Linked DNA regions of Mus musculus: region 1 is linked to region 2. Evidence: chromatin contacts called from public promoter capture Hi-C data. All regions are on one chromosome and are shown on one strand. The core of a region is the stretch at or near the end of the contact, and the rest is flanking DNA. Distances in the headings are between cores, read along the strand shown.

Region 1 (5,574 bases), core at 355-2,854, 150 kb after region 2:
AGAGGCCCATTTAAACTCCTCAGCTGCAACTACACAGATCTGTAGAAGTGGAGAGCATTGTATCTACTTCAGAAGAACATCACACGATCAAGAGTAGAAGGGAAAGTGTGTATCGTCTAACACATATGGACATTGTTGAGTATACGTTGGGGACCTTTGAGGTGGCTCAGTGGGTAAGAGCACTTGCAGTCAGGCCTGGCATCCTTCCACACACGTGATGTATTGGTACCATTACATACATACACATATAAAATAGAAATACATTTAAAAAAAAATTTTAAAAAAAGCCAGGCGTGGTGGCACACACCTTTAATCCCAGCACTTGGGAGGCAGAGGCAGAGGCAGGCGGATTTCTGAGTTCGAGGCCAGCCTGGTCTACAAAGTGAGTTCCAGGACAGCCAGAGCTATACAGAGAAACCCTGTCTTGAAAAACAAAAACAAAAACAAACAAACAAAAAAACATGGGTTTTGTTTTTCTTGTGTATGCATTACAGTACTCTCTCTGACATTAGCTCGGATGTGGGTCTCTTGTTTGCTTCTTTGTGTGTTATCTAACTGTCCTGAGAGCATCCAGGGGATTCTTCTCTCCATCTTCCTACTCACAGGAGCCTAAGATTAGACTCTTGCATTACCATGCCTCTTTACAGGTGTTCTGAGAATTTGACCTTGTGTCCTTGCACATCAGGGTTTGGCTTCGCACCCTGGAACAAGTGACTGAGGTGCATATTTTACCCGTCAAAGCAGACCTGGCCTCCAGGTTCTCCCAGCATCCTTCAGTCCCCACCTGGCATGCTCTGCCTCCACCCTGAACTTTCCAGCCCAGAGGCTGGGCTGCCCTTCCCCAAGAGGTTCTTCCCTATAGAATCCAGACATTTTGCTCTTGCTCTCTGGATCGATCTATCTCCCTCCCCCTGCCCCAGGCCCTTTCTCTTCTCCCTCTCTGCCCTTCCCATGGCGGTTCCCCGGCCTCTGTTCTTAAGGCCAGTGAACTCACCTGAGAGCAGCTTCCCAATAAACCTGCCTTTTAATATATTCTAATCTGTCTTGAATTGGCTCATTTTACCAGCAGAGAAATAACCTATCAGTCGTCTTGCATGCTTGAGTCACCTCCCTAGCCATTTTGTTCATGTATAGATGTACAACTTTTTAATGGTTTTTTTTAAGGTTTCATTGTATTCCTATGTATTTTAAAAATTATTTTTATGTATAAGGATGTTTTGCTTGCATGTATATTTGTGCACCATGTGAATACCTGGTGCCCTCAGATACCAGGAGAGAGTTTCCTCAGAAACTGAAGCTAAAGATGTTAGGCATCATATGGGTGCTGGGAATACAATCCAAGTCTTACATAAGAACAGCCAGTGCTCTTATCCCCAATGCCGTATCTCCAGCCCCGTATGTAAGTTTAACCAAGTCTCTATCGATCATTGCCTAATGCGTTATTTTTAGCAGTTATAAATAACGTTGGCATGAATGACCCTGTACATTTAATTTTTGTGCTGTATATCTTGGGGATTTCAAGAGTATAGGACCAATGCATTTTGGCGCCGGTGTGGTTAGAAAACACAGGCCAGGAGAGTTCCGGCCTCCGGTCAGCAGGTGGCGCTGCGCCCGCGACTAGCCGGAAGCGCCGATTGCCCCGCCGACAAACTGCTGGTGGCCGCGCAGGCGCGCTGTGCGGCTGGCGCGGGAGCCTGGCGGAGGGTCGCGATGCCGTACGCCAACCAGCCAACAGTGCGGATCACGGAACTCACCGAAGAGAACGTCAAGTTCATTATCGAGAACACGGACCTGGCGTAAGGCGGCGAGGGGAGAGGCGGGCGGGCGGCCGGGTCCTCGAGCTCCTGACCCCGGGGCTGTGGCTTCGGGGCCGCTCACACCGCCTGTCTTTCCTCCTGTAGGGTGGCCAATTCCATTCGGAGGGTCTTCATCGCAGAGGTGCCCATAATAGGTAAGCGACCGTCCCTGGGAGCCCGTGCCGCCCACCCTCCGCCCGGGGTGGGGGCTGAGAACACTGCGGTGCTGTACGCTGGGCTGGGGCAGCCTAGGCCCGCCTTGGTGCGTGCCTTGCTCAGCTGCGGGTTTCCCAGTACTGTTCGTCTACCCCAAAGCAACAGAAATCAAAACCAAGCACTGTTAAACAGCGGAGGGCTGCAGCCTCCTCATCCGGGCGGTGTAGATGCTAGGCGTCGTTAGCAGGTGATGCAGCGATTGCCGAAGTAGTGTAGATGATGCGCTTTTGCTTTGACGTCAGTGTTCGCTACTGGCTGGTGTCTTTTGAACATATATGCTGATTTTACAAAATCATGGGCTTCGTTATGTAGTTTGAAATCTACACACACAGAGTGTACCTGGTCTCTCCCATCCTTCCAGATAGTACCCTGCTATACTTTCTTGTCGTCTCCCCCTATCTTTTTGAAAACCTTTATTTACATATATGTGTCTATCTCTGGGCTCGAGTACCGGAGTTCATGTGTAGAGGTCAGAGTACAGCTTGTAGGAGGGATTCTCTTCTCCCACCATATGGGGCCCAGGATTGAACTCCTTAAGGCTTGACAACAAAAAGTATCTTGCACATCTTGCAGGCTCCGAACTTTCTCTTTATTAAAGAGAGAAAGAGAAAAAGAGAGAGATTCCACATGAGAGAAAGCATGTGTTATAAAGATTTTCTAATTTTGTTTGTTTGTTTGTTTTTCAAGACAGGGTTTCTCTGTGTAGCCCTGGCTGTCCTGGAACTCACTTTGTAGACCAGGCTGGCCTGGAACTCAGAAATCTGCCTGCCTCTGCCTCTGCCTCCCAAGAGCTGGGATTAAAGGCGTGCACCACCACTGCCCGGCTTAAGATTTTCTTTAACAAACAACATACTTTTGTTCCTTATTGTTGAAGTGTGTGTGTGTGTGTGTGTGTGTGTGTGAGAGAGAGACAGACAGACAGACAGACTTCGGTTTTTTGTTTTTTTAAATCCATCCTGGTGTCTTTTTAAAAATGAATTTCTTATTTCTGCTGCATATGTAAATCATGTACGTTTTCAGTTAGAGACAAGACATGAGCAAACATAACAAGGCAAAATATGACACCTTCAGGAGAATCTGACCAGTTTTATCGTTTGTTTGTTTGTTTGTTTTGAGAGAGGAAGGAGGCCAAAAGGGAGTGGAGCGTTTGTAAACATGGACACTCGAGGTTTTCTGAGATGGGGAATTCCCACCAGGGGTCGGGGAATGGGAATGGTGGAAGTAGATTAAGGGCATTCAATGGGCCCCAGAAGTAAATCATCAGGAAGCTTGGTCCTTGCTTGAGTTGAGGAAGCACTGCGGTGAAGGGCAGGTTGGGCCTATCCTCAGCTGGTCTTCCGGCCTCTTCCTGGCCTACATCAGCTCCTTGAGAACTGGGTTTCCAACACCACTGATTTCTGAACATTATTGTTTACATGCAGGTGTTTGCTGATGGGTGACTAGACACATGCTTAAGTGCAGCATCTGTATGCTACAGCCCCATTTGCCCAGCAGTGCCTGGGGGGGGATTGGGTTCTATTGTTAGTGGGCTTTCCCTGGTGAAGCTGTCCAGTGAACATCTACTGATGAGAGGAACACTGAAATTCCAAGTGGGCTATCTGGTTATATCACAAACGAGGTGTGGGCCCTGAAACTTGGGATGTTTTGCTGTTGTGATGTTTTCCCTGACTTTTAAGTTTTTAAAATTGTGTCTCTGTGTGTGGGTGTTTACCAGTGAATGCAGGGGCTGGAGGTGGCCAGGGGTCTCAGATGCCCCTGGAGTTGGAGTTACAGGGGTTGTGAGCTGCCTGACATGGGTGCCAGGAACCTCAGAACTGCGGAGCCATCCCTCCAGCCCATGGTGTCCAGATAGCTTTCGTTCTTGGGTTTGGGATTGGCACAGGTAGCAGATTTAAAGTAATCCTTAGATAAGTATTCAACTCCTTAAATATCCCAAAAAGCTCTAAGAGAGAGTATGTGCATGCATGTGTGGTGTATCACTAGCAAGGCCCATCCCCCACTGGGGCAGGAAGGTGTTATGTATGGCGTGTGGGATGCCTGAACCTGGAGCCATCACTTTGAAGTCACTTTGAGCCTCTTGCAGCCTGGTCAGGACACCTTCAACTTTGTAAGCTGAATTGATGCTTGCTTGCTTGCTTGCTTGCTTTTTTTTTTTTTTTTTTTTTTTTAATTTTTGTTTTTGTTTGGTTGGGTTTTGTTTGTTTGTTTTGTTTTTTGAGACAATGTTTCTCTGTGTAGCCCTGGCTGTCCTGGAACTCACTTTGTAGACCAGGCGCTGGCTCTGCTCCCTGAGCGCCGGGCAGAGTGGAGACAGTGCTGCTGCAGGTCTGTAGATGTGTCTGGTGACTAGTCCTCACTTACCCTGTTTTGTTGCTGCCTTTTCCAGCCATCGACTGGGTTCAGATTGACGCCAACTCCTCGGTCCTTCATGATGAATTCATCGCGCACAGGCTTGGTGAGTGCTGGTGTTGAGGTGGACCGGATCAAATGGGACGCTCCCTGTCCCCAGCCTGCGTGACCTCCTTGAGGCTCTTGTGATGGTTTGGCTGTTGGCTGTTCTGCAAAGCACTCTTCTGTGTCTTGCAGGTTTAATCCCCCTCACTAGTGATGACATTGTGGACAAGCTGCAGTACTCCCGGGTATGTGTGCTGGTGGGAAGACTGGGGCCACGGGGAGGGGCCGGGGGATTGTTCTCCCTGGAGTCTTCCGGGGTGTCTCCCTTCCAGTTGTTGTGGCTGATGGTGGAGATGATGTCTTAATAGTGTGGTCCTTGGTTCTGATGGAGCATCGGATTGCTCTCAGCACATCCAGGCGTCATCAGTGAGCCTCAAAAGGGAACACACGGGTGGGTGTGGTGGCGCACGCCTTTGATCCCAGAGCTTGGAAAGCAGAGGCAGGCGGCTCTGTGTGAGTTCCAGGACAGCCAGGGCTGTACAGAGAAACCCTGTCTCAAAACAACAAAAAGAGTCCGGGAAACATACCCACTTTTACGTACGTACAGGTCTGCCTCTGTGTCTGAGCAGGTGGGCTAAGGTGAAAAGAGGGCATCAGAGCCCCCGGAACTAGTTACAGGCAGTTGTGAGCTACTGGATTCAGGTTCTGGGAACTGAGCAGGAGGTACTTCTAACAGCTGAGCCATCTCTCCAGCCTCCATTTATTCTTTTCGGTTTTGTTTTCGTTTTTAAGAGAGTCTCACTATGTTGTTCTGGCTGGCCTTGAAGTGAAATCTGCCTGCTCTGCCTCCTGCATGCTGTGGTTATTAAAGGCATGTGTTCCCATGCCTGTCTGAGAAATGTTAATAAAACACCGTTTATTTTTTCCTCTGTAGTTAGTAGATGTTAATGCTTTACTACATTTGCCTGATTTTCCTCTAACCTTTTAGATAATAAGTTGCACGTGCTCTACCCTTCCCTTCTACATACTTGAGCGCATGTCTGTGCTGTAATCCTCTATGGCTAGGTAATCCCTCCCCAAATAATCTAAAACTTGAAAGGTGTTTCGGTTTTTTGGGGTGGTTTGTTTGTTTGTTTGTTTTCCTGTTTTTCCCTTCTTTGTATTTTCA
Region 2 (5,630 bases), core at 2,065-4,564:
CCATCTTCTTCTCTTCCCCAGACAGAAGAATCTCACTATTTAGCCAAGACTGGCTACAATTGCACAACCCTCTTACCTCAGCCTCTCGAGCCTTAGGCACGTACCACCATACTCCCTCTTCTCTGATTTCTCATACACAAAGTCTGTTTGCTCCTCAGGGCCTGTGGAGAGCCATCCTTCCCCAGACCACACAGGACAGGTTCTGAAATCCATCTTTCCCATGCTAGCTCAAATGTGTCTTCATCGCATCCGGGCTAATGTGGTTCCACTCTCTTTGCAGTCACTGTCCAGTCTCCTTGACTCAGATTTAATTTATCTGTTCATTATGTTTCTTTCCCACTAGGCTCAGCTATGGGAAGGCAGGGACCTCACCATGGTCTCTCCATCAGGAAGTGCTGGTCTAGAAGTTTGGTAAGTAAGGACAAATAAGTTTGGGATGAATAAATGGGTGGATGATGGATGGATGGGTTGATGGATGGACAGATGGGTGGGTGGATGGATAGATGGATGGATGGATGGATGGATGAATGGATGGATGGGTTGATGGATGGACAGATGGGTGGGTGGATGGATAGATGGATGGATGGATGGATGGATGGATGGATGAATGGATGGATGGGTTGATGGATGGACAGATGGGTGGGTGGATGGATAGATGGATGGATGGATGGATGGATGGATGGATGAATGGATGGATGGGTTGATGGATGGACAGATGGGTGGGTGGATGGATAGATGGATGGATGAATGAATGGATGGATGGATGATGGATGGATGGACAGATGGGTGGGTGGATGGATGGATGAATGGATGAGTGGATGAATACATGTGTGGATAGAAAATTGGATGGGTCAAGCTCAGGAAGCTGGGGGCCCTCTGCTGAGACATCCTGATGCATTCCTTCCCTGAGACCCTTTATTCCTGAGCCCTGTTACCCAACCTTCCCCATCGGCACACCGTCCTTCTCTTAGGTCCTCCCTTGCACATAGGCTGTGATTATTTGTTTTTGTTAGCATATACAGCGCTAATTGTTGTCAAAGTTAGGGTGTTTATTGCTGCAATGAAACAGTATGACCAAAAGCAAGCTAGGGAGGAAGGGGTTCATTTGACTTACACTAACATATTGTTTATCCTCAAAGGGAGTCAGGGCAGGAACTCAAACAGGGCGGGGACCTGGAGGCAGGAACTGATGCAGAGGCCATAGGAAGTTGTCTGCTCCTCATGGCTTGCTCAGCCTGCTTTCTTATAGAACCCAGGGCCACCAGCACAGTTCCTGACTACAGTCAGACCAAGCCTCTCTAATGCTGCTTAAAAAACAAAACAAAACAAAACAAAACAAAACAAAACAAAACAAAACAAAACAAAACAAAAAACTAACAGGCATGGGTGGCAGAGATATGGTAGCAGGGAGTGGGAAACTCTTTCCCATGCAGTATAGCAGTATTTACTCTGTTCAGATGGTTTTATCCCAGTAAACAAATGCCACGGTGAATACCTAGGTGTTCCAGTCTTAAACATGTCCCCATGCCCCTTGCTAGAGTACTTCACGCAGTTCACTGTTTTCTGTGTTACTACTGGGTGGGGGGAGTTGTTGCCTCTACGGCTAGAGACCAAAGTGCCCACAGTGCAGATGGCCAAATGCTCACTGCACTGAGAACTGGGTCCCTGTGTTCCTGCTCCAGGATTGCATCTCAGGACTGGAATCTCCGAAGCTAATGCCTGGCTGTTGAGGAAGAGGTCTCCTTTCCCTCATGGCTCGGTCACAGTTTGCTCATTCTGCTTTCTTACAGAACCAAAGAATACTCGCCCGGAGGTAACCACACCCACAATGGGCTGGGACCTCTTCCATCACTCACTAGTTAAGAAAATGCCCAACTGGTAGATCTTATGGAGGTGGAGGCATTTTCTTAATTGAGTTTCCCTCCTTTCAAATAACTCTAGCTTGCATCATAAAACTAGCCAATATGCTAGTTGTATCTAATTGAAAATGTCTGTAGAATCAGGGCATGAACCTCCTCTGGGAAACTGGGGGTTCTGGGAAGGTATGCACTTTCTGTGTGTATCATGAGGCCCTAGGCAGACAGCTGCTTCCCAGCCTTTCAGGGTCATCTCTAGACCTAACAAGTTTGAATCCAGTATCACCGACTTTCTGAGGCCCAAATCCATCTTAGCATGATTTCTGAGGAGAGACGGGAGTAGAGGGGGGTTGGGAGTAGGGGGTGGCATGGCTCTGGGAGGGAAAAAGAGCAGGAACCGGTAGCACAAACCCTTTCCCATAGGCTCCAGGGTTACAATGCCTCCTCCTTAACCCACCATTAAACAGGAGTCCCTGGGCTGGTACTCAGGGTGGGACTTGATCCTGCGTGTGTTGGGGGTTGGTCAAAGAGCTGAATAGGTAGAAGGAGACCCATCCCCACAACCTCAACAGTCAGGCGTTAGCAGGGGAGAGTCTAGTCCCAAAATTGCAATCCCAGGGCAGGAAAACAGGTACCCAGTTCCCAGCTGCAAACACACGTGGAAGAGTCTGAATTGGAAGTGCTTTAGTCTGCTCAGTATCGAACATTCCTAAGATGCCTACAAGGTCCCAGGGAGACGAGGGAAGTCCCAGCCACTTCTGCCATGTGGAGGGTGGCTGTGGTGGGGACATCTGTAGCCAGTGTTTCACAGAAGCAGCCACATGCGTAATAAACAGCCTGGCACGTTCAGGTCAGAGAACGCGGCTGGGGGCCAGGGAAGGCTTCTGTTAATGAACCACTAATGAGCCATTTTTAAGCTGGATGTAGTAATTCATATTTGTGAGCCTTGCTACTCAGAGGGTGAGGTGGAGGGATTGCTCTAGCTCAGGAGTCCAAAATGAGTCTGGGAAATCTAGCAAGACTCTCATTAATATATATTAATGTTTTATATATATATATATATGCATATATACACATGTATATGCATATACATATACACACACATATATGTATATGTGTGTGTAATGTATATATTATGTAATGTATATAATATATAATGTATATATTAGCCTGGTGGATCATACTTGTAATCTCAGTATTAAGGATGCTTGAGGCAGGGGAAAACCACATGTTGGAGATTTGCCTGACCAATATACATATTATACTATATTATACTATGATATAACAAGTCCTTTCTTAAAGAGACAAAACCAACAACAAAAGAAGATGAAAAACTGCATTTATATTTTGGAATTACCCACCATCTTTCTCAGGATAGCTGTGGGGATATTTGAGGTCCTGGGAACAGAAAACCAGAATCACTGTGGCTGCAGCCAAGGTATGAGGCTCTCTGCTGGCAGGACTTGAGGCTGGGCAGGCTCTGGTGAGTTCGTTTGGGCTATCCCCGCCTGGCATGGATAAGGCAAGCATGCTGCTGCCAGAAACCCCTCGGGCTTGGACACCAGCCTGGAGCCAGGAGCCCAGCCAGCAATGGGAGAGGATTGTTACCTGCAGAAGTGGCTGTGAAAAGCTAGGGAGATGGGAACTTGGCCCCTACAGCCAGTTTTCCTTTCCCCCTTTCCATTTAAGGGCATGTTATTCTTCCTCCCAGTGAACTGCCCAAAGCCACCAGCTTCTGTGTCATTTCCTTCCCTCTAGGAGGGAGGCCGAAGGCTTTTGCTTTCCTTTTTAGACCTTCACCGCAGTGAGACTCAAATTTCCCTTTTCTTCTCTCTCTCCCTCTCCCTCTCTCTTTAATTCTCCCTCTTTCTGATTTAAAAATATTTTAAATTATGTGCATGTGTGCATATGAACATGAGTGCAGGCTGCCCAGGAGGCCAGAGGTGTAGGCTTTCCTTGCTGGAGTTACAGGCAGATGTGAGCCACCTGGTTATGGGTGCTTGGAAGTAGACTAGGATCCTCTGCAAGGCAGTACCTGTTCTTGACTGCTGAGCCATCCTCCGGCCCTCTTACCTCCCTCTTTCCCTCCTCCCCCTATGGATTTTTTTTTGGGGGGGGGGAGGACGAGATTGGTAATATCTTACTGTGTAGCTTGGTATAGAACTCACTATGTAGACCAGGCTGGATTCACAGGGGTCATATCTTTTTCTCTTTCTAGATACAGCATCTCACTTTGTAGCCCAGGCTAGCCTAGAACTCATAATCCTCCTGTCTCTATGGCCCAAGTACTGAAATTATAGGTGTGTTCCACTATGCCCAGCAAAGTTTGGATTTTGTAAACTTCCATGTCTCTTTTCCCTCTTTCTGTCTATTTTTTTCCCCTTTATGGCCAGAGAAGGATTCAGGGAGGACCAGCGGTAAAGGAGTGAACATCAGTGTGTTAAAAGGAAACTCCAACCATCATTAAATATATATCATTATTTAAATACCAAATGACGTCTCTCAATGTGGTTGTACTTTTCATGCCATATATATTCATTTATATATGACACACACATGTGTCTGCATGTGCACATGTGTCTTGGCTACTATTCTATTGCTGTGAAAAGGCACCATGACCAAGGCCAGCTCTCATTTTTTTTTAAGATTTATTTATTTATTTTATATATATGCTGACTTCAGACACACCAGAAGAGGGCATTATATCCCATTACAGATGTTTGTGAGCCACCATGGGGTTGCTGGGAATTGAACTTCGGACCTCTGGAAGAGCAGTCAGTGCTCTTGACCACTGACCCATCTCTCCAGCCCAAGGCATCTCTTATAAAAGAAAGCATTTAACTGGGGGCTTGTAGGACCATCATGGAGGGAAGCAGACAGGTGTGGCACTGGAGCAGTAACTGAGAGAGTAACTGATCCGTAAGCATCAGGAGAAAGGGGGGAGAGGGGGAGAGGTGGAGGGGGAGAGGGGGAGAGGGGGAGGGGGAGAGAGAGAGAAGAGAGAAGAGAGAACCTGGTGTGAGTGTTTAAAACCTCAAAGCCCATCCTCAGTGACACCCCTCTCCAACTAGGACACACCTAGCCACAGCTCACCAACTGAGGACCAGGCATTCAAACATATGAGCCTATGGGACCATTGCCACCCAAACAGCCATATATACTTAAATAATTCTAACAATATCTTTGCCATGTAAATCTCCCACCAAAGTTGTAGTCTCCTGTCTCTGTTTAAATCATTCATAATAACCTGGAATGTGGACCTGAGAGAGATTTAAGGATGACAGAATATGTGAAGCATAAACCTAAGGCCTATGTAAGATGGCAAAACTTTCTGTTTCAGGCTGGCTCCCTTCTGTGCGTTAGTCAGAACCTATAGCACACTATTATTAAGGAGGTTTTTCCTTTGTTAACCCCTAAGTGTGCAGAAGATTCCTCACTGGATGGTATATTAACTCTAGAACACTTCCATCTCATAGGTCTGGTAGATAAAGCTTTCCTCCTCAGGCTTGGGGGTACCTTTACCCACTGGTTACCTTCCTGGCCCTAGACACTTTATGCAATAGAAAACTTCTAAGGTCTGTGCTAAGCATTTCTTATATATTGCTGTCTCAAAGCAAGGCTGAGAGACAGAGAACATCTGGATCATTTTTTAAATTTTATTTTAGTTTTAAGTTATTTATTTGTATGTGTATGTGCACATTGCATGGGTGCCAAGGAGACAAGAAAAGCTTAGAGCCCCTGGAAATAGTCTCAGGTGGTTGTGAGCTTTCCAGA

Evidence for each region. Promoter capture Hi-C pulls out the DNA fragments that hold promoters and counts their contacts.
Region 1: a contact with region 2 is called in a promoter capture Hi-C map of liver, with 2.2 times the contacts expected there. The contact joins the promoter of Polr2c here to the enhancer-like site in region 2. A contact is called at or near these places in 20 of 39 promoter capture datasets (the 3T3-L1 cell line, 3T3-L1-derived adipocytes, the C10 cell line and 12 more), 4 of 15 datasets of contacts at CTCF or cohesin (the NIH/3T3 cell line, embryonic stem cells and pro-B cells), 6 of 484 Hi-C or Micro-C datasets (CD4 T cells, the HL-1 cell line, embryonic stem cells and 1 more), 15 of 115 datasets of contacts at active chromatin or transcription factors (the 230-238 cell line, the HPC-7 cell line, the NIH/3T3 cell line and 10 more) and 4 of 9 other capture datasets (adipose tissue, embryonic stem cells, liver and 1 more).

The regions. Positions count from the first base shown.
Region 1 is chr8:94,855,846-94,861,419 of GRCm38.p6, forward strand. It overlaps Polr2c (polymerase (RNA) II (DNA directed) polypeptide C), which reads left to right and starts at 1,605. Exons shown (of 9, transcript NM_009090.5): 1 at 1,605-1,796; 2 at 1,902-1,951; 3 at 4,399-4,467; 4 at 4,599-4,651. The coding sequence starts at 1,711.
Region 2 is chr8:94,707,932-94,713,561 of GRCm38.p6, forward strand. No RefSeq gene overlaps it. Among named protein-coding and RNA genes, the nearest start is that of n-TLcag4, 6.7 kb to the left of the region's middle. Within about 2 kb of position 3,315, at least 109 of the 459 cell types and tissues checked have an H3K27ac peak or open chromatin away from gene starts, as enhancers often do. A contact at or near this core is called in the HPC-7 cell line, adipose tissue, bone marrow-derived macrophages and 7 more, where this site is marked.